Linked DNA regions of Cricetulus griseus: region 2 is linked to region 1. Evidence: chromatin contacts called from public Hi-C data. All regions are on one chromosome and are shown on one strand. The core of a region is the stretch at or near the end of the contact, and the rest is flanking DNA. Distances in the headings are between cores, read along the strand shown. Region 1 holds the start of Ercc1 (ERCC excision repair 1, endonuclease non-catalytic subunit). Region 2 overlaps Fosb (protein fosB).

Evidence for each region. Hi-C and Micro-C count contacts between places; a contact is called where the count stands out from the background.
Region 2: a Hi-C map of the CHL-YN cell line shows a contact between it and region 1, with 2.8 times the contacts expected there. The contact joins the enhancer-like site here to the promoter of Ercc1 in region 1. A contact is called at or near these places in 5 of 8 Hi-C or Micro-C datasets (the CHL-YN cell line, the CHO-K1 cell line, fibroblasts and 1 more).

What each region holds. Positions count from the first base shown.
Region 1 is chr9:28,011,064-28,016,647 of CriGri-PICRH-1.0, forward strand. It overlaps Ercc1 (ERCC excision repair 1, endonuclease non-catalytic subunit), which reads right to left and starts at 3,064. Exons shown (of 9, transcript NM_001246804.1): 1 at 2,945-3,064; 2 at 1,843-2,058; 3 at 25-128. The coding sequence starts at 3,034.
Region 2 is chr9:28,053,319-28,058,902 of CriGri-PICRH-1.0, forward strand. It overlaps Fosb (protein fosB), which reads left to right. Exons shown (of 4, transcript XM_027430921.2): 4 at 1-993. Among named protein-coding and RNA genes, the nearest start is that of Fosb, 7.7 kb to the left of the region's middle. Within about 2 kb of position 2,828, at least 2 of the 6 cell types and tissues checked have open chromatin away from gene starts, as enhancers often do. A contact at or near this core is called in fibroblasts, where this site is marked.

The DNA of each region.
Region 1 (5,584 bases), core at 1,814-4,313:
CCTTCGGAGGCCCCCGGAGCTCACCTGAGGAAAAGGGCGCAAGTGCTCTGTCCCAGCACATAGTCAGGGGTCACCTCGCCGAATTCCCAGGGCACGTTGCGCACGAACTTCAACACAGGGTTGCCCCTCTGCCAAGGGAGACAGGCAGAAGCCGCTTATGGGGTAACACCTGAACTAAGAAGGCGGCGGCTAGCCCCTCCCCTACCTCTCCCCACCCCTCCCCAGGCCTTCATCACAGCCCCCCCCCAGATACACTTTAGCCTCCGTCCCGGCGGCAATCCATCCTGCTGTCTGTCTGCTTTCTGCCAGCCCTCACTCTGACCTCTGCAACATCCATAGTGGCTCCCTTAGGGGGCACCCGGCTCCCAGGACCTCGGGCCTCTCCATCACCACTTCCCCCTCCTCTGGTGGAATCTGCACCCTGTCAACACCCCCTCTTCCGACACCACAGCACCTCCCTGGCCGAGGCCACCATCACACACACACTACCTCGTGGCCACCCTGCAAATGAGAACCAGAGGCATCAGCTAAGCTCTGCATGGCTCCCCAGTGTCCCCAGAACGAAGCTGGCTGTTAAACATGGCCTCTTCAGGTTCCCTGCTGTGCTCCCAGACATCCTCAACAGCCTGGGACTGAAACTGATTGGACAAGCCGAGCTCTAATCCATGCCGGGGACACAGGCTCTGACCCCTGGTTCCAGATCTGGCTCTCCTGAAGCCCTTGTGGATGGGACACAGCGATGGCCTTTGGTTCTGCTATCTGCACCTTGACCCCATTCTTAAGACTTCTGGAATTTCCTGGGTGACAGATAGCATCTGGCATGGAATTCCTAAGCCCTGTGGGATTCCTGAGGGATGGGAACACTTGTGTTGTCCCGGGTGACTCATAGTGGCTCCCGTTTGGTCCAGAACAGATACTCCTACACAGGGGACCCATGCTCAGAGTTAAGGGTTGGGGAGGAGCTCAAGGCTCAGTGTATACCAGTAGCTAGGGATGGCACCGATCCGGCCTAGGACATAATCTGCCATACCCCAGAAGGACCAAATTCAAGAGCTTCCTTGTAGCTGGGTGCATGGGAGTCCCAGAGGGTGGGGGTGTGGAGGAAAGCGGGAGCTGAGTGCTATGTCCTCTCCCATGTCACGACACCCCAGGCATGGAAGGGTTAAAGAATGGACACACAACATACACAGGGACGAATGGATGCCTGAATTCATTGGAGCTACCCAGATATCAAAACCCTTCATTATAAAGCTGGGTGTGATCCGGGCGGTGGTGGTGGTAGCACACGCCTTTAATCCCAGCACTTGGGAGGCAGAGGCAGGTGGATCTCTGTGAGTTCGAGGCCAGCCTGGTCTGCATGGGGACTTAGTGAGTTTCAGGCCAACCAGGGCTACATAGTGAGAACCTTTCTCTAAATAAATAGGTAATTATGGGGCTCCACTGGTGAAGGGGTTTTTACTGTTTTTTAACAGTAAAAGGTAGACCTGAGGGGGGATCCCCAGCACCCACACAGACAGCTTGTCCTTGTGTGGAGTGCTCTCCCTACAGGCTCTAACTAAATGAACAACCCGGGGGACAGGAGCAGCGCTGAGGCCCTGGGGCGCTCTCCACCCACAAGCCATCAATGAATGCATGGATGGTGAGGTATCCATATGAAGGAATGGATGAATGAATGAATGAATGAATTCAGGAAGGAATTGGCAAATGAAAGAAGTGATGAATGTATGAGTGAAGGAAGGAACAAACAGTACTTCTGAGAACAGTGTGTGAGCCCCAGACCTCCTTCCACTGATCCCAACACTAACCCCTGTAACGGGGTTTCCCACCAGAAACCCTGCTCACCTGCCGGGGGCTCACAAGGATGCTATTGGATTTCGCTCCCGTTTTCACCGTCTGGCCGGGGTTCTCTCCCTTCACAGGTTCAGAGCCTGTGGGCCCTGTGGGCCCAGCCCCTCCTGGAGGCTGGGCAATGGCATACTCGGCGTACGTCTGAGGGGCCGCTGGGACCGAGGGGGCCGTGGTGCTGGGGTTCCGTGAGGATCTGAATAAGGGCTTGGCCTGTGGGCAGAAAGGAAGGCTGGGGGCTGTGAAGGAACACTGGAACCCTCACCTTCCTCTCCGACTCTCATCCTTCTTCTTCTTCCACATGCTGGGGGGGGGGGCCTAAGAACTCAAAACAAGGCTGGGGTTCTGGCTCAGTGGGTGCAGTGCGTGCCGAAGCTCTGGGTGAGCCAGGCAGACCTGGGAGGCAGAGGCAGGAGGATCACAAGGTCAAGTCGTACTCACTGATGTGGTAAGTTTAAGGCCAGCCTGGGCTACCTGAGACCCTGTCTGAAAGAAAAATTAGCCGGGCGGTGGTGGTGCACCACCATGGCAGCTCACAACACTCTCTCTCCAGTTGCCAGCCCCTGGTCTCTGCAGGCCTACATGCACGCAGTGCTCACACATATGTGCAGGCGAAACATCTACACACATAAAAAATATATATATTATATATATAATATAATATATTATATTATATATTATATGATATTATATTATATGATTATATATTATATGATATATAATAGATAATATAATAGATAATATAATGTATAAATTATATATATTAATATATATATTAAATCCAGCATGGCCCATTTCTGTAATCCCAGAACTAGGGGGGGTCAGATTGGAAAAATAGGTTCAAAGCCAACCTCAGCTACATAACTAATTTTAAGCGTTGCCCAGGAAACACGTGACCCAACCTCAAAGACCAAAACCAAACAAAAGCCATCATCACTGGCCATTGGCTAGCTGCCAGCCGACAGCTTCTAACTTAGCCCTCTCTTAACCACCCTGCCACCCCACTTTACAGATGGGGAAACCGAGGCTTGCAGAGGACAGCAGGCTGCTTTTCCAAAACAACTCAAACCCCGGGGGTCCCCCAAGCCCTCGCCCTTACCCCTGCAGGAGGGGCCTCGTCTTCCAGTGGGATCACAAACTTCTTCCTGGTGGGCTGCGGCAGGCTTCCCTCGGCTTTCCCAAGGTCCATCTGGGGCCTGAGAGGCGCGGCGACACCGGGGTGGGCACTTCCATCCTCCCGAGGGGAGCTCCGCTCACAGCGGGCCGCCCCAAAACCTTGCCTGCTTCCAGTAGCCTTAGGTTCCACAAGCCCCGCCCGTGAGCCCGCCCCTCTCAGCCTGCCCGCTCCGGATTGGCCCACGCACCGTGCATTCCCCGCCCACTGTCATATCGCCCCGCCCCCAGACTGGCTCCGGGACGGTTGGCCCCGCCCCCAGAGGCACACCTGGCAGCCCTGGCCCCGCCCAGTCTCGGCCTTGTCTCAGCCTGGGCAACGATTGGCCTCTTCCTCTGCCAATCATCCGCCCGCGGCCTCCGCCCCACCCCCTCGGCTCCTCCGCCCCTCTCGGCCCTACCTGTCGGTCTCAGGTCTGTCAAACTCTCAGCGGCTCTTTCCCGGGGAGGCCTGGACGCAAACACAACGAGGGGGATAGAGGCGACACACCGCCAGCGCGGCCAGCACAACCCCGGGCTGCACTCACTTCCGGCCTCTCTGGCCCGCCGCTCGTCTCGCTGCTCCCCCGGGGAGGTAGAGCGGAGAGGCACGGTGTCGGCGCCGCTCTCTATGGTCCTGGAGGACCGTGGAGGTGCGGGGCGGGGCGGGGCGAGCATCTCGGTGCCCGGGAGTCTGGGAAGGCCCCGCTGAGTGCTTCCCGTGTCCCCAGATTCCAGACAGGGCTCGGTGAAGAAGAGAGCAAACGGGAGAGGGCGAGGGGAAGGCAAAAAGCAGCAGAGACTCAGCCCGCTGACACTGACTCACGGGTTCGAGCCCTTCCCCACCTGCGTGCATGACTGCATGCGGCTGCGAGCCACGGCTGGCACTCCCCTAGGGCTGCAGTCCAGAGGCCAGCCAGACGTGCCTGCTCCCACCCAGACAGGGACAGCCCAGAATGGGCAGGGCCGGCAGGGGCGAGTCCAGAGGACGCGGAGACCCGGTTAGTTAGTTAGTTAGGGAGAGCACCTGACCCAGCCTGGGAGTCAGAACCGGCTCCTGAAGGAAGGGACATCCGAGACCTGGGGCCCGATGGATGATGACTTAGCATTACTCATTTCCTGAAAGGAGAGTTTCACCCTGTTTCAACTTGTGCTCCTCCGATTGCTAAGGAAATAGGGCATCGTTTTGTGAATCTAAATGGTCTTGTATGTTTGGTGTTCTTGCTCATTTCCTTTGCCCATTTTTTTTAAAGATTGGCTCATATCCTTTGCCCATTTGTTTTTCAAAAAAAGTGAGCAATTCAATTAAACAGTTTTTGAAAATTAAAAAAAGGGGGGGAGGCAAAGGAGATGAGCATGTCTTTATTACTGCCCATTTACTGGAGGGATGCTTGGGTGTCGGTCCTGTTAGTCACTTCCATAGATTGCAAATGCTTCCTCCTGGTTCATACTTTGGGAATCCTCCGTTTTTGCGTGTATTTATCAAGCATGTTCTCCTTTCGGTCTTTGTGTGTTGAGGGAGAACGTGAACTGAGGTTATAATATGAAATCCGCTATGTGTTTTTAATGTTTTCCCTGTTATGGTGTGTGTGTGTGTGTGTGTGTGTGTGTGTGTGTGCAAGCACATGCCTGCGCTGGACGTTCTAGGCAGGGGCTCTACCACTGAGCCACGCCCCCAGCCCCTCACTGGGGGATTCTAGGCAGGGGCTCTGCCGCTGAGCCACACCCCAGCCCCTCACTGGGGGATTCTAGGCAGGGGCTCTACCACTGAGCCACACCCCAGCCCCTCACTGGGGAATTCTAGGCAGGGGCTCTACTACTGTGTCACACCCCCACGCCGTTGGAATTATGATACACAGAAGAAAATATTAACAGTTAATAACTGGGCATGGTGGCGTTCGCCTTTAATTCCAGCACTCGGGAGGCAGAGACAGGTGGATCTCTGTGAGTTCGAGGCCAGCCTGGTCTCCAGAGCGAGTGCCAGGATAGGCTCCAAAGCTACACAGAGAAACCCTGTCTCAAAAAACCAAAAAACCGGAGGGAGGGAGGGACGGAGGGACGGAGGGAGGGAGGGACGGAGGGACGGAGGGACGGAGGGACGGAGGGACGGAGGGACGGAGGGACAGAGGGACGGAGGGACGGAGGGACGGAGGAAAGAAAAGAAAGTAGTAAGTAGTAGTTGACCCTACTAACACAGGAAAGAAAAACAATTGAGCGACCACCTAATAAAGGTGCGCTTCGGAATCTTGGCCTCCAGAGGGCGCGCCTGAACTGCGTGTTGTGTGAAGCCACAGCAGCCCAGCTTTTGCAAGGCGAGTCCCTAGTATACTGCTTGATTTCTCTACCTGGAATCGTTTGCTGAGGGTAAAAGGACACAGGAAAACGGCAGAGTGTGGTGGCGACCACTAGCATGCTTTTAAACCTAGCACTGAGGAAGCTGAGGCAGGAGGACTAATGCGAGTTCCAAACTAGCTTGCGCGGCAAAGCAAGACCCTGAAAACAAAAACAAAAACAAAAAACCCAACCCTGACGTATTGGCGCACGTCTTCAATCCCATCACTCGAGAGGCAGAGGCAGGTGGATCTCT
Region 2 (5,584 bases), core at 1,578-4,077, 42 kb after region 1:
CTGCCTGCTGCCTGCTCAGCCTCTGCCATCGGACTTGATGGAAGGATGCAAGGACCTCCTTTGTGTTTTCCGCTCCGTCCTCCGCCTCTGGTTTCTGTGCCCCGGCGAGAGGCCGGAGAGCTGGTGACTTTGGGGACAGGGGGTGGGGCGGGCATGGACACCCCTCTTTCAGATGTCTAATGGTCTTGTCACTTCAACCCAACTTGTGGGCATGGATGGGTGGATGGATGGATGGATGGGTGGGTGGGATGTGACGCCCACTTTTGGCGTCTTGCGTGAGGCTGCAGGGGAAAGGGTGCTGGGTGCGGGGTGCAGGGTGGGCTTGTGTATGAGCTGGCATGCACCCCCAGAGAGGCCCAACGAGGAAATGACAGCCCTGCCCCTCTCATTCCCCCCACCCACCCTCTAGGGCGCAGGGTGGGTGACCAAGGTAGCTCTCTTAGGCTCCCTCCGGGCCTTAGCTGATTAACCCAACATTTCCAAGAGGTCACGACCTCACCTCCTCCGGGACAAGTTGAGCCCCCACCCCCCACCCCCTGCCCCGAGGGAAGTCGGTGCCCGCTTTGGGAGTCTGCTAACCCCACTTCCCCATGACTCCAAAATGTGAACCCCCCTATCTGACTGTCCTGTCCAGGCTTTCCCTCCTGGAAAAACTGGCTCGGGTTGGATGTTTATTATTATTTTTTTTCTCATCTGCTGCAAAGCCCCTCCCATCTCAGGCCCCAGCACACCCCTGTGCAGTATTAGGCCGAGTCCCCCTCACCCCCCCCCCCGACCCCCCAGCCGCCTTGGCCGTCCTCGTTGGGCCTTTCTGGTTTCGGGCAGCAGGGGGCGCTGCGACGCCCGTCTTGCTGGAGCGCTTTATACTGTGAATGAGCGGCCGGATTGTGGGGTGCGCCGGGTGGGATTGAACCCCCCCCAACCCTTCAAAGCCTTCCTTGGGCCTCCCCTTCTTCTTCTTCTTCTTCTTCTTCTTCTTCTTCTTCTTCTTCTTCTTCTTCTTCTTCTTCTTCTTCTTCTTCTTCTTCTTCTTCTTCCAACTGCCTCCTTCCTCCCCTCGACAGGGAGTTAGACTTACAGGAGTGACGGGGATGCACCCCGGTGGGCTTCTTGCTCAGGCCCCAGGCCTTTTTCTCCAAGGCCTCGCGCCTTCCCCAGCCTAGGACGCCAACTTCTCCCCACCCTGGGAGCCCCACATCCTCTCACAGAGGTCGAGGCAATTTCCAGAGAAGTTTTCAGGGCTGAGGCTTTGGCTCCCCCTACCCTTGATATTTGAACCCCCAAATATTTTTTGGACTGGCATAAAGAGGGGACTGAGTTCCCGCTGTCCCACCCCATCCACCTCCTCCAGCCCCAAATATGGGTTCTGGCTCCTCCCTCCAGCTTTCACCTCGTGAGAATTCCACGAGTCAGATTTCTATTTTTTAATATTGGGGAGAAGGGCCCTACAGCCCCCCCACTCCCCATGTTCTGCATGGAACACATTCCACACCCCGTCCTGGGTCCTCGGTTCCAACCCTAACCCCAGCCAAGCTATTTATCCCTTCCCTGGTTCCCGAAAAGCACTTATATCTATTATGTATAGATAAATATATTATATATGAGTGTCTGTGTGCGTGTGTGTCTGTGCGCGTGTGTGCGTGCGTACGCGTTTCCTCGTCTGCAAGTGTGCTGTGGAGTTCGAAATCGCTTCTGGGAACTCGAGTCAGACTCTCCGGCTGCCCCTTCCATAACTGTCACTGTTTTTTTGTTGTCCCAGCCCCTCTGGCTGTTGGAGACAAGTCCTTTCTCCATCTGTTTCGCTCTGACCACTTCCAACATGTCTCCTCTCTCACTGGCCCTGATCGTCCTTCTGTCTGTCCCCTCCGGGTGTGTTGGGGACATGAAATTTTACTTTTTGAATAAGTGTGAACGGGTCGTAGATTTTTACAATTTGTATCGTGGAGAATTCTGGATGGACGTGTATGATCAGGAGAAGGGCCTTCCATAGCTCCCCACTCATGTTGTATTTGTGATTTTGTTGTTGTTGTTGGTTTTTGTATTTTGCACCTGACCCCGGGGGTGCTGGGGCAGTCTAGCACTGGGCAGCTCCCCTCCCCCCTTGGTTCTGCACTGTCGCCAATAAAAAAGCTTAAAAAAAATGTATCCATCAGGTCAAAGTGTGTATTTTCCCTGGGCACCTATTACATGGCTTTCAACAAGACAGAATGGATTTGTACTGCCAGGAAGCCGTCACAGGCACTTGCTAGGCACCTAACAAATCAGCCTATAGCTGGATAAAAGGAAAGCTGACACTCGGGAGGACTTCCCCTGTCTCCAGGCTGTGTCGCCTGCTGGAAAAGGGGCAGGTTGTCAGCTGTGAGATGCTGATGTTGAAGGGTCTGGGAGACTTTACGGCGGGGAAAGAATATATTCAGAACACTGGATGTCCATAGCAGGTTTGGGAAGACGAGAAGCAGGGGAAAGTTAGTGTTAGGTGGTGTTTTCTATTCCCCAGACTGAGAGTAGCTAGAAGAGACATTGTGAGGCTGAGGGGGACCCAGAATGGGAAAGAAAGGATCCAAGACACATGGAGGAGGCAGAGTACATGTCACTTCGTTAACAGAAAGTCTGGGAAGGAGAAATCACTGGAGGGAGGGGGGGTGCACCACCAGTCTGGTGGCCGGGGACTTCTGGTGACCTTGAAAAAGAGAAGACATTTGCTCGAGCCTCAGTGTCCCCATTGTCAGGCCTTGTCATCCATCCAGTATGTCTCAAGGTCACCCTGGTCAGGCCTCCTGGCCATATGGCTTGAGTGCTGTCTTCTCCACTGGCCTGGTTAACCTCATGAGACCAGGGCTAAGGGTGTGATCACAACTGTGTCCCCATCCATACAGCTCAAATAGAGAGACAGGACTGAGCCAGAGTGAACAAATGAACAAATATATGACTAAGAGCTGCACGCATGATTAAATACATAATCGAGCAAATGACTGGATGAATAATAAATAAATCGTTGAGGGAGAGACATCAGAGACAGACAGGAATACGCTAGAACTGTAGAAGACAAATTTAAATACACTTCTGAGATGTGTTGGATCCTTCCGGGACCGGAAAAAAGTAATTACGAAGAGGAATAAATACGAATAGAGGGGGATTTAGAGGAGTTTGTCACATAGTACCGGTTGCAGGAAGCAAAATGGGATAGATACTCCCGCCCGAAAGGTGGAATTGAACCACTCTGTCGCTAAACAGCTACAGGTTTGAAGCCTGCACCCCAGACCACTGGAGATCATCCGGGCAGAAGTATGTATTTTCGGACACATATATAAAGGTCAAAAAACAGAAATTTTTACACTTGTGGTGACTACTTTTTTTAATAACACACGACCAATTCTAGTATTTTCAACATTCTTCTCACATGTTTTAGCGAAAACATGCTTTTCTTTACAAATATGCCGCGAATTATCCCACTAGATTACAATAAGTAGCCTCATTTGCATAGCGCCTTGCATGCTGGGAAGCGGCGCCTACCGTGCCTACCTCCCCGGCTGTACAGAAACGGTACTTTTGGCAAAGTGAGAAGTCCGTTTTTATTTGTTTGTTTGTTTGTTTGATTTCGTTTTGAGAAAGAAAAACTCCTCGTGCGACACTCGGAAGCCCCTTCGTGGCGGAATTCGAGTTTTTCTGCGAGGGACGCGGGAGGCTCCCGTAGGGGCTGATGGAGCGCGGGCGGCCGCGGGCGACACCTGCTGTTCCCCCGTGGAACTGCAGGCTTTGTGCGCAGCCCGGTTAATCGGGCGCCGAGCGAGCCGGGCCCAGGCACCGCGTCCCCGGGGCGTGCGGGTGACGCCGCCGGAGGCCGCCCTTCCCCGCGGCGCGCTTCCCCACGGCGCCCTTCCCCACGGCGCCCTTCCCCGGCGCGCCTCTTCCCCACGCGCGGCCCTTCCCCACGGCGCCCTTCCCCACGGCGCGCTTCCCCACGGCGCCCTTCCCCACGGCGCGCTTCCCCACGGCGCGCTTCCCCACGGCGCCCTTCCCCACGGCGCCCTTCCCCGCGGCGCGCTTCCGCCAGGGAAACTGAGGCAAAGGCATGGGAGGTGTCATAGCCCACTTCTGCCGCCAACTCCCTCCACAGGGGAAGCGAAACCCGCACATCACACACACATCATAATCACACACATCACACACACACACACACATCACACACACACACACACATCACACACACATCACACACACACACATCACACACACACACACACACACACACACATCACACACACACACACACACACACACACACACACACACACACACACACGGGTTTTTTGAGACCGGGTTTCTTTTTGTGCATGATACCCTTACTAACACTGTTTTTTTCTGTTTCCTTGAGACAGTGTCTGTCTGTCTGTCTGTCTGTCTGTCTGTCTTGGACAGGCTCTCACTCTGTGGCCCTGGCTGGCCTACAGTGCACCGTGTAGCCCAGGCTGGCCTGAACTTTGAAGCCATCCTCCTGCCTCAGCCCCCAAGCGCGGGGATGGTCCCGGGCATGAGGCACACACGGGGTTCAAAGCTCAGCACGGCTTCCATCCCACCCAGGGCCGGGATCCCATCATCCCATCATCCCAACCCGTTTCCTCCCATCGCCCTGCCGGGCCCGCCCTGCGGGAAGCGGCTGGAGGATGCTGCACCTCCCTGCTGGGGCCAGGGACTCCGGGGTGTCCCCCTCCTCCGTGGGGTCAGGGGGGTGTCCCCCCTCCTCCGTGGGGTCAGGGTCTCTGGGGTGTCCCCCCTCCTCCGTGGGGTCAGGGTCTCTGGGGTGTCCCCCTCCTCCGTGGGGTCAGGGTCTCTGGGGTGTCCCCCCTCCTCCGTGGGGTCAGGGTCTCTGGGGTGTCCCCCCTCCTCCGTGGGGTCAGGGTCTCTGGGGTGTCCCCCCTCCTCCGTGGGGTCAGGGTCTCTGGGGTGTCCCCCCTCCTCCGTGGGGTCAGGGTCTCTGGGGTGTCCCCCCTCCTCCGTGGGGTCAGGGTCTCTGGGGTGTCCCCCCTCCTCCGTGGGGTCAGGGTCTCTGGGGTGTCCCCCTCCTCCGTGGGGTCAGGGTCTCTGGGGTGTCCCCCCTCCTCCGTGGGGTCAGGGTCTCTGGGGTGTCCCCCCTCCTCCGTGGGGTCAGGGTCTCTGGGGTGTCCCCCCTCCTCCGTGGGGTCAGGGTCTCTGGGGTGTCCCCCCTCCTCCGTGGGGTCAGGGTCTCTGGGGTGTCCCCCCTCCTCCGTGGGGTCAGGGTCTCTGGGGTGTCCCCCCTCCTCCGTGGGGTCAGGGTCTCTGGGGTGTCCCCCTCCTCCGTGGGGTCAGGGACTCTGGGGTGTCCCCCCTCCTCCGTGGGGTCAGGGTCTCTGGGGTGTCCCCCCTCCTCCGTGGGGTCAGGGTCTCTGGGGTGTCCCCCTCCTCCGTGGGGTCAGGGTCTCTGGGGTGTCCCCCCTCCTCCGTGGGGTCAGGGTCTCTGGGGTGTCCCCCCTCCTCCGTGGGGTCAGGGTCTCTGGGGTGTCCCCCTCCTCCGTGGGGTCAGGGTCTCTGGGGTGTCCCCCCTCCTCCGTGGGGTCAGGGTCTC